2 separate regions of the Zea mays genome follow, and region 2 is linked to region 1. Evidence: chromatin contacts called from public Hi-C data. All regions are on one chromosome and are shown on one strand. The core of a region is the stretch at or near the end of the contact, and the rest is flanking DNA. Distances in the headings are between cores, read along the strand shown. Region 1 overlaps LOC100216619. Region 2 holds the start of LOC100279947.

Region 1 (6,250 bases), core at 696-3,195:
TCCATTTCTCCCTCTTTCTCTTTTTGGTGACATCTTGTTGGGTTTTAACTCTAGCCTACCCCAACTTGCTTGGGACTAAAAGGCTATGTTGATGTTTTTTTTTTCAAAAAAGGCTATGTTGATGCTGATAAAAAATGGCTATGTAGATTTAGAGTTTCTCAAACCAGGTTTGTATTGATGGAAAAAAAGTTAAAATATATTGTTTGCTCCCTGTCTTCAAGAGTAGTTTTAAGATAACTTGAGTTGGCAACAAACTACGATGCTTCCTTGTTCTTGTTTTGGATATGTTCATTGTTGAGTAGGCAGGCCAACAACTTTATCATTGGATGCAACTTGTCACATTCTTTTACTTGAGTAGATATATTCGATCTTTTCAAAATGTGTTTTTGTGGCAAATTGTTCTGGACTATAAATTTTTGTATATTGGTGTTTTACTTGCTACATAGGATGATGATGATATGCTTTGGAGATCTCCTGGCACTCCTGTTTTCACTGCCCCGGAGTGCTGTCAAGGTACAACTAACTACCTCTGGTACTAAGCTATAAATGCTGCACTTAAAATTAGTCAATCATCAGGTTATCTATGAATATAATGGTGTTTTTTTTTTGGAAAAGCGGCATTCCCTGGATGTTCCATTGTGGTAGCTATATGATTGTAGAATTGCTAAATGTGATAGAAGTATCTCTCTTTCTTTCATTGCAGGTTCAGCCTACCATGGTCGGGCCTCTGATACATGGGCAGTTGGTGTAACTTTATATTGTATGGTTTCTGGGCATTATCCATTTCTTGGGGATACATTGCAGGAAACTTATGATAAGGTGCAAAAAAAAAAAGTTTCTGTCCTTCCCTTTTTCTTCTTAATTACTCTGCGTAAAGCTCACTTGAGTGGTTGTTACACAATAGATTGCCAATGATCCTGTGCAAATACCTGGAGACATGAACCCCCAACTTGCTGATTTGCTCCTAAGGCTTCTCTGCAAAGGTGCCTTTTTGGTCGCTTTCTCACCCTATGATTCTGATAACCTGGTGTTTGCTAAGTTTCTAAGCATGACGTTATCTGTTTTAATGGATGTCCTTGCCCCTTCCTTCCATGTGCTTGATTTGCAGATCCAGGGGATCGCATCACGCTGCAGGCTGCGGCTGAGCATCCTTGGGTTGCTGGTGATGAGGGGCCAGTCCCTGAATTCATCTGTAGATGTGGGTTTGGCCGCAGGAAGAGGAATGATGTCCGCGAAGAAGTACAATAACAAAGCATCCTCGGATAGTCCACAGGTCTAGTGTAGATAATTGATAAAGGTTGGCAAAACGTAGCCCTGACGATGAGTTTGTTTTTTGTTTGTTTGTTTGTTTGTTTGTTTGTTGTTTCGTGTTCCTAATTTCCAACGAGTGTTGGGCGCTCGACTGAACATGTTTCTTTTAGTAAGAGAATCTCGAGTGTAACCCTAATGACAGTAAAACCCACCGTCTGCCCCCAATTTTTTGTTGCCCTGTATAGGACATACATACGGTCAGAAACCACCAAGGTGCCGTAAACCTGCACTGCCATTCAGATAGTGTGAGAAGTCGCGTTTCTAAAATGCCTTGTGCAGTGTTTGGATGTCGGAGAGCATACCATTTTCCATCCTTGACGTTCATTCTGTAAATTCTACTGTTCTAATATCGTGTACTGTGCGCCGCTATACTTGTCGAGTACGATGGATTCGCGTTGTAGCTGGAGGGAGCTCGTTAGCTACACCTGCACGCCCTGATTTTTTTTGGACTGTGCACCGCTATTCAGACAGCGACCAAGGTTCATGTGGCAGTGCCACCAACTCAACTGGATCGTTCAAAATCATCTGTTAGCTAAGCCTCGACCGATGGTTGGGTGAGCGTACCGAAGTGCCTTGCGTGGATGTGGTGGGAGCACGGTCGCCGTACGGCTATATGGTTCTCCGTCAGCTAGCAAGATGGAGTGGCACTAGGCAGTGGTCCAGTGCGGCGATGCGGCTTTGCTTTGCACACAGTCCCTGTCCTGTTCTAGGCTTGACTTGTGGCGGGCCTTGTTGTGCGTGGGTTGCCATTTGCCACTGATCAGCTTCCTGGCTTTCTCACTACGATTTTGTGTGTGTGTGCGTGTGTGTGTTGATGGTTACAGGAGAGGGAAAAAAAAGAAGGAAAAATCAATGACAAAACTGTGTATGGCTGTGCGGTTTTTGAGCTGGGTGCAGCTGAAGCTCTGGGACGTCAGTGTCAGTGGATCGGTGCGGCCGCCAACCTCTGGGATGTATGATTGGACAGGACGAGAGGACGATCATACGGGGTACGGCCCCGTGCAACGGCTGCAGTACGGAGAATAGTCGGGGTTCTCAAGCGCGGCTGAATATTCTGGAGCCCAAGTGGTGGCGGTGCTCGTGCAACGCCGGTTTCAAACTACGACTAGTATCAGCTAGAGTACCTACTGCTACACTGTCGATCGTACTGATCTGATTGATACACTGAACCCGAAGAGTTTGATCCGTGCTTCCTCCGCTTCGTCAGCTCAAATTTTTTTTCTTCAAAAAAACAAAAAAAAGGCTGCGTGATCCCGCCGGAGAAGACAGGAAGTAGACGAACTAGTGGTGCGTTGTTTCCCTGTCCGGGTTGCACTCGTTGCGCGAACCTTCGCCGCCATGTTGTTGTGTTGCGCGCTCCAGGTCCCTGCGCTGCACTGCACTGCACTGCAAACATAAAATAGTCTCGCCTGCTACACCTACCTCCAAACTTGTCGCGCGCGACTTTGAGATATATATATATATATATATATATATATATATATATATATATATATATATATATATATATATATATATATATACACTTGATATTTTTAATGATCGTCCGATGTCCATCCATGGACGCACGCACGTGAGCGGAGGAGCCTAGACAGCAGGCAAGCGTACGAAGGAGGACACGGAATCTTTTTTTGTCTGGGCGCTCCGGAGTCCGTACGTACGTACCAGCCACTTGGGCAGCAGCCTTGTCGGATGTGGCCGTCGACATCGAGTCGCCTGCCTGGGCCAAATCTGCCTACCTTACCTCGCGCTCTTGCCCGGCATATATCTGCGTGGAGGATTCGCTGCTGCTCCTTCTCCTCCGCAGTAAAACCTTGGCTCCGACCCGTAGCTGTGGAACACCTGTCCGCCGACACCGACGTGCGTTGGACTGTCCACTTTATAAGCATATATGTCCGTCTAATAGACCATCTCAAGACTTTATTAGGTAGATAGATCATAAGGCTATAAGAATGAACACAATGTAAGCACAATCTATAGGACCATTAATGCAACATTCTTTTTTATGTTAATTTTTTTAAAAAATATATTTTTTATTTTTTTGTATATATATATATATATATATATATATATATATATATATATATATATATATATATATATATATATATATATATATATATATATATATATATATATATATAGCTGACATTCCTGTAGATCTGCCACTACTGCCGACTAGTAAATTTGTCCTGTGTGTCTTTGTCCCGGATGGTTGATGCAAGAAGACACATAATATTTATCTTGGTTCGGGCAAGAGAAGGCCCTACATCTAGCGGGAGAAGGATGCTTGTATTGTCTTGCACCTAATTGCTCGTAGTAGGGGATACAAGCAAGTTGAGAGAGGGAGTGACTCTTAAGTGTCTATTAAGTCTATGAGTATGATTGAGGCGAGTGCCAATATCAGGAGTGGGGTGACGAATGAGCAGTGAAGTGTTGTCTTCGACCTGCCTATAGAAGGCCCCAAGCTCCTCCTTTTATAGTCGTAAGGAGAAGGCCCAGGTGTAAAGGTGTTGCTATACTGTTGTTGTGGTTGGAGGTGTGTCCGAGCCCTGTAGCGGCATGACTCGCGGGATCACCCTCGTCCTTGTTGTCGTCTTTGGTTAGGAGAAGGACGCCCTATCCCCGTAGCCTATTCCTTTGACTAGGTAGATAGCCGAGACTGGGTTCGGGAGCATGGGCGTGTGTCCGAGCTCGTCCTGTACAGTGTGGATGAGTGTGTCGAGTCGGAGTGGTTGACACGGTACTCGACATGGTTAAAAATTGCGTGGTAATCTGTTCCGGATGTCATCATGAACGGTGGAAAGTAGAATGGGCACCAATCTTGTTGTTTTGTATAGCCTTCCTGTCTTTCAGTAGGATTCGTGGGAGAGCATGTGGCATTTAATGCGCGTACTTCCCTGTTGGAGCAGTTGGCCGAGGTGAAGCTCGAGCGAGGCGAAGATTTCTTCCGGGGCCGAGATTAGACGTTGCATGTAGTCACGCTCTGGGTAGTTGAAATAGTGGTCCGAGTGGGGAATAGTACCATGTATTCGCGCTTTGACCATCGTTGTGGGTGTTAAAAGTAGATTAGACCGTGGTCGTGTCGTCCTTTGTTAACTTTAACACCTTCAACGAGACAGGTGGTCGTACGGACTATATATATATATATATATATATAACACCCAAAATCTTATTTTTGAAAGTTTAGTAAAAAGTTCTCCAAGGATTGTGTTATTAGAATGCCTTCCAGTAAAATTTTCTTACATTTGATGCAACATCACCTAAAATAACACGTTCCTAATAAAGATTTAAATAAAAGAATCTCTATATGAATTTGTTACCCCTTGGTTGAAATGAATATTTATACTTATTCTCTAAAGAATTTTATATTAGAGAATATATTTCTTAAAATACCCATTCTCTATGTTAAGTTTGTATGAATTTTATATTTGAAAGCATTTGATTAAATAATATAATAAATAAATAAATTAAAACAAATCATATTCATGCTGGAATACTTTTGTTTGTGCATTTGTTTTTGAATATGAAACTTAGACCTAAATTCAAATTATAATGGGATTTGAAATAGAAAAGGGAAGAACACAGAAAATAGAAAAGAATAAAACCCATCTTGGGCTGAATACATTCTCTGGCCCATCTCTCCGCGGCCCAATTCGTGATGACAACGCGCGCTCGGGTATGACATGTGGGGCTCGCGCGGTCAGTCACCCACCAGCCTCTGCCGCGCACAGCTTGCCTTCTCGCCGCCATGTGGGCCCAATCGTCAGATCCATCTTCTACCACACCGCAAGCAAACCAGACTCCGTTGAACAGAGCGCGCGGATTCCTGGCTCGAACTCCGTCCACCCCGCCCCCAATCCTAACGGGTTTTCCGTATTTCCCACGCAGTGCTCGGGTTGTTGGGGGGCGGACTGCGGGACCTCCTTCAACCCCGAATTGCAACTAACAACGGCCGCTACAAACCACTCCCTGGATCTCCGCCGTGAGCTGGGATGATTGGTTCATATGGCTTGACGTCTTGAGTTTCGGGTGCATAAATAACGATCGACCTAGCTTCTTCTTAACCCCATCTCCCTCCAACCGACGCTGCATCCTTTCTTCATCCACTAAACCGAAGCTCTGGAAGCCACGCCCGCCACCATAATTACCACAGTTCGACTGAAATCAGCCGCAATATATGACGTAGTGATGTTCTTCGGTGCACGGGGACTGTGCCTAGGGTTGATTCGCGCAGCAGAAAGTCATGGCGAACAAAGGACATTCATCGTCGTGCATCGGTCGCCGCAGAACCGCGCAACTTCGGGGGCAGCCTGTCTCGCCTATCGATTGGAGGTGAGCAAGTACCCATCTGGTTCGCATTGCTCTCCTCTTCGCATAGGGGCGTCTGGTGCGCGGTTTGGGGCTCGGTGATGGCTGGATACGTCTGCATCTATGGCGCCGCCGCACTGGCGCTGTGCGCCGCCGCGTTGACAGTCTGGGCGAGGAAGAAGAAGCCTTAGCCATCGATCTCGCAGCGTTCGGTCGAGATTAAACGTTGGGATAGCGGTTCAAGCCGATGAAAACTGGGCGTTGATCTTTGATCGGGTGGTTGGGGGCCCATGTTGATCATGATCTATTTGGACCGTGGATGGGAGATTGTGCGGTGGGGATCAAGTTCCATTTATTTAACTCTCAGCCGTCGATCACCGATCCATCGGTCCACGTGTCATACCGCTTCATAAGTAATGAAGATCTAATACGGACCCTCAGATTATAATCCAACGACTCTGGTTTCCCCGTACCCCTTCGCTACGGCTATTTTTCAGAAGAGCCCCTGCACTTAGTTGAAATAAACCCGCCATCCATGCGGGGTGAATATGAGTCTTAAGGAAATTGTGATTTAGGCCCCTGATCTTTTAAGAAATATTGTGCCCAGTCCAGAACCCTAGGAAATTCA
Region 2 (6,000 bases), core at 2,617-5,116, 81 kb after region 1:
CATTGTCACAGATCAAGATAACTAGGAATAACATAACGCCCCATTTGGATCATTAGAATTGAATTCCATTCTAATAATAGTAATTTAGCCATATATTAATTAAGCTAATTCGGTTTTATGAAAAATATATTTGTATACTATTATTAGCAAGATATTGGAGGTATTTATGTGCTACATTTTTATTATAGATGAGTGAGATAAAGAGTGTCATGTAAGTTACGGAGTAGAAACAAATTCTACTAATGCATAAAATCATTTCACATCCTCCACTCCATGAATTTGAGATAGGCTTATATATGAACTTTGGAAAGTGGTGGAATGTCATATTCCAAACTAAATAAGTTACTTTATTGAGTGAATTCCAATTCCTTTAAAATGAAGGGACTCAAACGCCCCGTAAGTGAATTTTCTTTTTATAAATATATACTCAATAAACCGTTAAAGTGAACTTAAGAGCAACATGCACGGAATGTGGCATATGGATGAAAGTAACTGTTTTCTCACAGTTAGCTGAAAAAGATAAAAATGCAAAACAATAAGGCCACTTCACTAGAACACAATTGAGAACTTGCTCCCAGATGAAATTCACCAATCACAATGCCTTCCACTCAAATATAGAATAACAAACTTGTAAAATGAAGTCGGTTATAGCTTTTTTCATCTTTCCCTATAAATGTATAGCTGCTTACAAGTTACAATTGTATTTCTGCTGGATGCAGGCCCTAAGGGCTGATCACTACAGACAGTTTACATGGATGAAAATGACTACCCACAGTTCTGTAGCGTTGGGTGATAAGCCTCCTTATGTATTCGTCAATTATAGGATATTAGCCAAGAGAATCAGTTGGAAGTGCTAATATTAGAGGCCTGTTTGTTTCGGCTTCTGGCAGCTTTTGGCCACCAAAAGCTGCTACGGACTGCCAAACGCTCAGCTTTTCAGTCAGCTTCTATAAAATTCGTTGGGGCAAAAACCATCTAAAATCAACATAAACACATAATCGGTTGAGTCGTTGTAATAGTAGGAATCCGTCACTTTCTAGATCCTGAGCCCTATGAACAACTTTATTTTCCTCCACACGTAATCGTAATGATACTCAGATTTTCCCCACAGCCAGATTCTTCCCACAGCCAGATTTTCAGAAAAGCTGGTCAGAAAAAAGCTGAACCAAACAGGCCCTAGGTTGGATATCAATTAAAGATATGATAAGACATGTTTTTCACGTAAAAATAAGATGTTCTTAAGGGGGGCGAAGCTCCATAAAAGGGCTGCTCTGCTAGGGTGCTAGCATATCAACATTCATCAAGCAATAAGAAATTCATGGGGTGTTTGGCAGAGCTCCCATAGCTCTGCTCCTAGAGCGAATCACTTCTAGAAAGTCAAACGGCTAGAAACTGAGTTGCTCCATGGTGAGAGTGAAGTGAATCTAGTCTCTATTTTATACTAGAGAGTGGAAGCTAAAAAAACCTGCTTCCCGATGCTCCCAACCTGCTCCCGATGCTCCCAACCTGCTCCCCACACTCCAACCCCTCAGGAATCACATCACTCACAATTTGCCAAACGGTTTTCGTCAAATAGATTCAATTCTACTTGAGAATCATTTGGAATCACTCTATTGGAGAATTAGCTCTTGGAGCTAGAGAATCATGGAGCGGAGCTCTGCCAAATGAGGCCTCAATCTGTCTGATGTCACCCTTTTCCTACATGCCCTTGTGGTAAAACTGGTCACAACACTTGGGCTCAGGGCCATCTAGGACTGGTTCCTCACAGATACAGCACTGAAAGAAATGCTTTCAGCAGCAGACTAAAAGTCTCAAATTGATTTCCATCTGATTGTTCTAAACTAATTTCCCAACACACTAATTTGTACAATAAAATGAAAAAAAAACAACTTCACTTAATGAAATACTATAGGTACCTTTTTCATGCCAAGGTTTTAAATCCTCGTAGTAACACCAATCTCATCATGTGCAGAATTTTGACAAGATCAATTATGTGTCTACATGAAAGAAATGAAAGCTTACATATGCCAAGAATATAGCTCTAACATTCTTTAACATCTAGATACACAAACAATTAGCTAACTGAAATGTGCCCCACCTTTTAATCTCTACCGACAAAGAATAATCCATGAAATTCATATCTCCAATGCATTCATGCCCTACCACAAGACAGTAGTCGGTCTATCTATATGAACGGAAGTTATTACTGTGCTACTGGGCATTCAAAAGGTATCAAATTTAACTCTGAGATGCACGTTCTCTAGTCAGAACCAGATAAAGCCAATAGGGTTGAATTTGTGAAACTCACAACAAAAATGGCCTTAAAGGACATTATTTTAAACATACCGAGGTTGAGAGACTGGGGTATCAACATCATCAACATCAAAATGGTAATCCACATCATCCAGATCATCTTGCCGTGGTGAATCACATGAGGAGAGTGCAGAGAATCTGCCAGATTCATCTTTATTGTCCTTGCCCTGCATATCCCCCAAACAGTGTCAATTGAGGAAAACAGATCAACTTAATCATTTTCAAACTGGTAGAGTGCCCTTTCAATTGATAATTAAGATTCAACAGACTGTAAAGAGTAAAATCACCACGACATTAAACATTTCTTCATTGTTCAACATACATAGTACAATATGCATTTTTCCACCAATCAAGGACCACTGAAGCTGTACAGAATCAAAAGCAGTATTGTCACAGCATGTACGCAAGAAGAGCTAAATTGAGCATCTTATAGATTATTGGTTCAACATAAGACTAGATGTCTTTGTATGTGCCAAGAAAACTTCCATCAAACATGGTAATGAGCAAAGCATTGTACAAATAACTTGCAAGAAACTCAGAGTCAAAGTTTAGGTTCAAAGTTCAACCCGTTTGCAGTTTAATCAGTTCTGTAAACACATGAAACCATGATACTTGGACTCTGCATTTCTTTTATTTTGTAAGTATATGCTCTACCTTGCTCTAAAAATAAACTGGTGCAATGAGCCTGTCAAATATGATACTGTTAAACTAAATTTAGTAATGAACGAACAAAGATTAGTTATTCCATTACTAACTCAGGGTCAATACATATATACAGATCATTCCAGTTGATCAGGATATCAGGTATCCTACTGTCAAAGCCCTGCTCGTCAAAAAGATCCAATCTTGCACTCTGAAGAATTGAAGTTCACACAAGTATGACAGCTGAACATATAAATAGAGTCATGAATCACCTTGTGTCTGGGTGACGAGGTCGCATGTAGATCAGCTAGCCGAAGTTCCTCCATCCTCCCAATCAACCGGCCACTCTCAGATGGAAACTCTAGAGCACCTGCTGCCCCCGTGTCTGCTCTTCTCGGCGAAGGCGGTGGCAGCATATTCTGGAGGTGTGCGGGGCTCCTCCTCTCGCTCACCTGTGGTATGGGCATTGGCGCAGACTCCCACCTCATGAGACCGGGCGGAAAGTGGGGAGGCGATGGCGTCGGTGACGCATAAAACACTGGAGGTGGCGAGAACCTGGCCTGGTGTGCCGGCGTGTGCGGCCAGAACGCAGGTGAAGCCCAGCTGTGTGGACGCTGCTGCTCATAGGACGGTGGGAAGCCGGAGCCCGTGGCTTCTGTAAGCGAGGCCGGGAAGGTGCGCATGGGCTCAGCGGCTGGGCTGCCGACGTAGTCTGGGATTATCATGGAGGGCGAAAGGGGGGTGATCTCGAGGTTGAAGGCGGCGACGCCGGCGAGGCTGGGGAGATAGTGGACGGAAACGACGAGGCGACCGAGCTGGGTTTCGACGGGAACGAAGCGTTGGGAACGCATGGCGGCCTCCTGAGGGCGCGAGAAGGGCTCGGCGAAGGTGTCAACGTGGTGTCCCATCTCATAGTTGTAGGAGGCGTTGGCGCAGAGGAGGCGGAAGACGCGGTAGGCCGGGAGGACGCGGAGCGCGGCGTAAACGGACCTGAGCAGCGTGAAGCAGTGCTTGTACGCCCGGTTCACGGCAACCTCCTCGCCGCTCGCGGCGTCTGGCCAGGGCTCGCACGCCACGGTCCACCTCTCCACCACCTCCCCTCGGTCTCCCACACCACTGGCGGTGGCAGGACACAGGAGGACGTCCACCACACGCGGCTGCCCGGGGGCCAGCTCGTCGAGGCGACCGGCCGCCTCGGGCGGCGGCGGGTCGTGGAGCGGGAGATGGAACCACCTGTCCCTCCGCCTGAACGACGACGACGACGACGCGGCAGCGGCGGCGGCGGCGAGCGGGCGCGGCGTGCGCACGGCGTGGAGCACCTTGAGGTGGAACTGCTCCACCATCAGCTCTGCGCCCGCACGCCCGCCGCCCGCGGAGTCGGACATCCCGGACATTGCCGGCGACGCCGGACCCAAACCGCCCCAGTACCTGCCGACCGCTCCTCGTCGCTCAGGCTCTGGTCCAAGCTGCTGCCCCGCGGCATGGCTGGAGCTGGCGGCAGTAAGACTGCATAAATCTGATCCGCTGGCGATCGGAATAATCGGAGGCCTAGTTGGGTGCGAGATGGAACCGTAGTGATCGATAGATCTGTGCGCTGATGGGGAGGGAGAGGAGAGGTTGGAAGAGCTGGGGATTTGCGTTGATAGGGTGTTTATCTGCAGGAGGATTAAGGATCGGTAGCTGTGCTCTCTGGGTTTGGGTTAATACGTCGCTGTTAGTGTCCTCATGATGGATAGAGGTAAGGCCCGGCCGTAAGGTGAACGTAGGTAAGATATTTATACCATGACTAGTATGTGCCTTTGCGTTGGGACCGGCACGTAGGCTGTAAATATAATTATTATTATTTTCTAAATACTAAGGGATATTTAGTTTGGTGGTTAGTCTTATATTTCTGAAGTAGACGGATATAAGTTTAAGTGCTCGTTTTGCACTAATTTTTGCGAGTGTTGAACATGGGGAGGATAAAGCCATGGTTGGACCAAATCTAGTACCGGTGATACGCTATATTTTTGGCGACGAAAAACTACCTTTAAAACTAAGGATGTGTTTAAATTCACCCTAGTTTTTTTAAAAAAATGGTTTCTAGAAACTGACTTTTAGAAGAAAAGGTGCTTCAGGTTTTTTAGAAACTAGTTTTAGCTGGGAAAAGTCAGCTTCTTGGTTTTTAAAAAAATGAGAAACTAGTTTTAGGAACCGAATAAAAATTGATCTATTTGGAGACCTTTTAGTTTTTAAAAACCAATTTCTAATAAACTAGATGGATCCAAACATGGCCTATTAGATGCCCAAGTTTATGATTTCATGACTTCTAGGCTTGCACACTCAAAAGCAATGTCGACACTTAGGGCATCTTCAAGAATCTTTCTAAATTTCACTCTCTAAATTATTATTTAGAAAGTCATTTATATATATAAAAAATTGTTTTCTATATCTTTTCAATCTCTAACGGACTTTCTATATCTTGTTTATATATTTTTTATAGTTGGCTAACGAAAAACTTAGAATAAAATATATTCATATTTATATAGTCATTAAGATAGTTGTTGGAGGTTTTTTTTTAAAAAAAAGTTGTATTCATATAGGTTAGAAAAAATATAGAGAGCCTCTCGAAGTTACGGGTGCCCAAAAAACATATATTAACCTCCATTTTTAAATATTTGACGATGAATAATTCATTTTTAAACTAAAAACATCAAATAAAAGAAAAAACTAAGGGAGTATTTTTTTTTCTAATAGACATAGTTACCTCATTCATTGTTTTGTCATAGGTAGTGTCAGTATCTTATCTAAGAAAAAGTAAGGTTGGTATCGCAAAGAAATACTCCTGTTTTTTTTGTTGGTCGCGGTTTAGTTAAAAAATAAGCTAGCAGATGACGAATATTCGAAAACGGAGGTAGTGTCATATTTGGTTTGGGAGTTTAAGTAGTCATGTATGTTCTTTGACAACGAAAGAAGGTAACATGGGTCGACTTGCGATTAGAAAATTGAGGCTGTTTCGTCGGAAGCGTAAAGGGGCGCCCTGCATTCGTTTGGCTGTATCATCAT

What was found. A called contact is a pair of places that touch in the nucleus more often than the background predicts.
Region 2: a contact with region 1 is called in a Hi-C map of leaf, with 5 times the contacts expected there. The contact joins the promoter of LOC100279947 here to the enhancer-like site in region 1. A contact is called at or near these places in 4 of 25 Hi-C or Micro-C datasets (endosperm, leaf and leaf mesophyll).

What each region holds. Positions count from the first base shown.
Region 1 is chr10:135,824,511-135,830,760 of Zm-B73-REFERENCE-NAM-5.0, forward strand. It overlaps LOC100216619, which reads left to right. Exons shown (of 13, transcript NM_001143032.1): 10 at 447-513; 11 at 704-819; 12 at 905-983; 13 at 1,109-1,474. The coding sequence ends at 1,248. Among protein-coding and RNA genes, the nearest start is that of LOC100216619, 21 kb to the left of the region's middle. Within about 2 kb of position 1,946, at least 18 of the 20 cell types and tissues checked have an H3K27ac peak or open chromatin away from gene starts, as enhancers often do. A contact at or near this core is called in endosperm, leaf and leaf mesophyll, where this site is marked.
Region 2 is chr10:135,903,882-135,909,881 of Zm-B73-REFERENCE-NAM-5.0, forward strand. It overlaps LOC100279947, which reads right to left and starts at 3,867. Exons shown (of 3, transcript NM_001152897.1): 1 at 3,228-3,867; 2 at 2,347-2,480. The coding sequence starts at 3,863.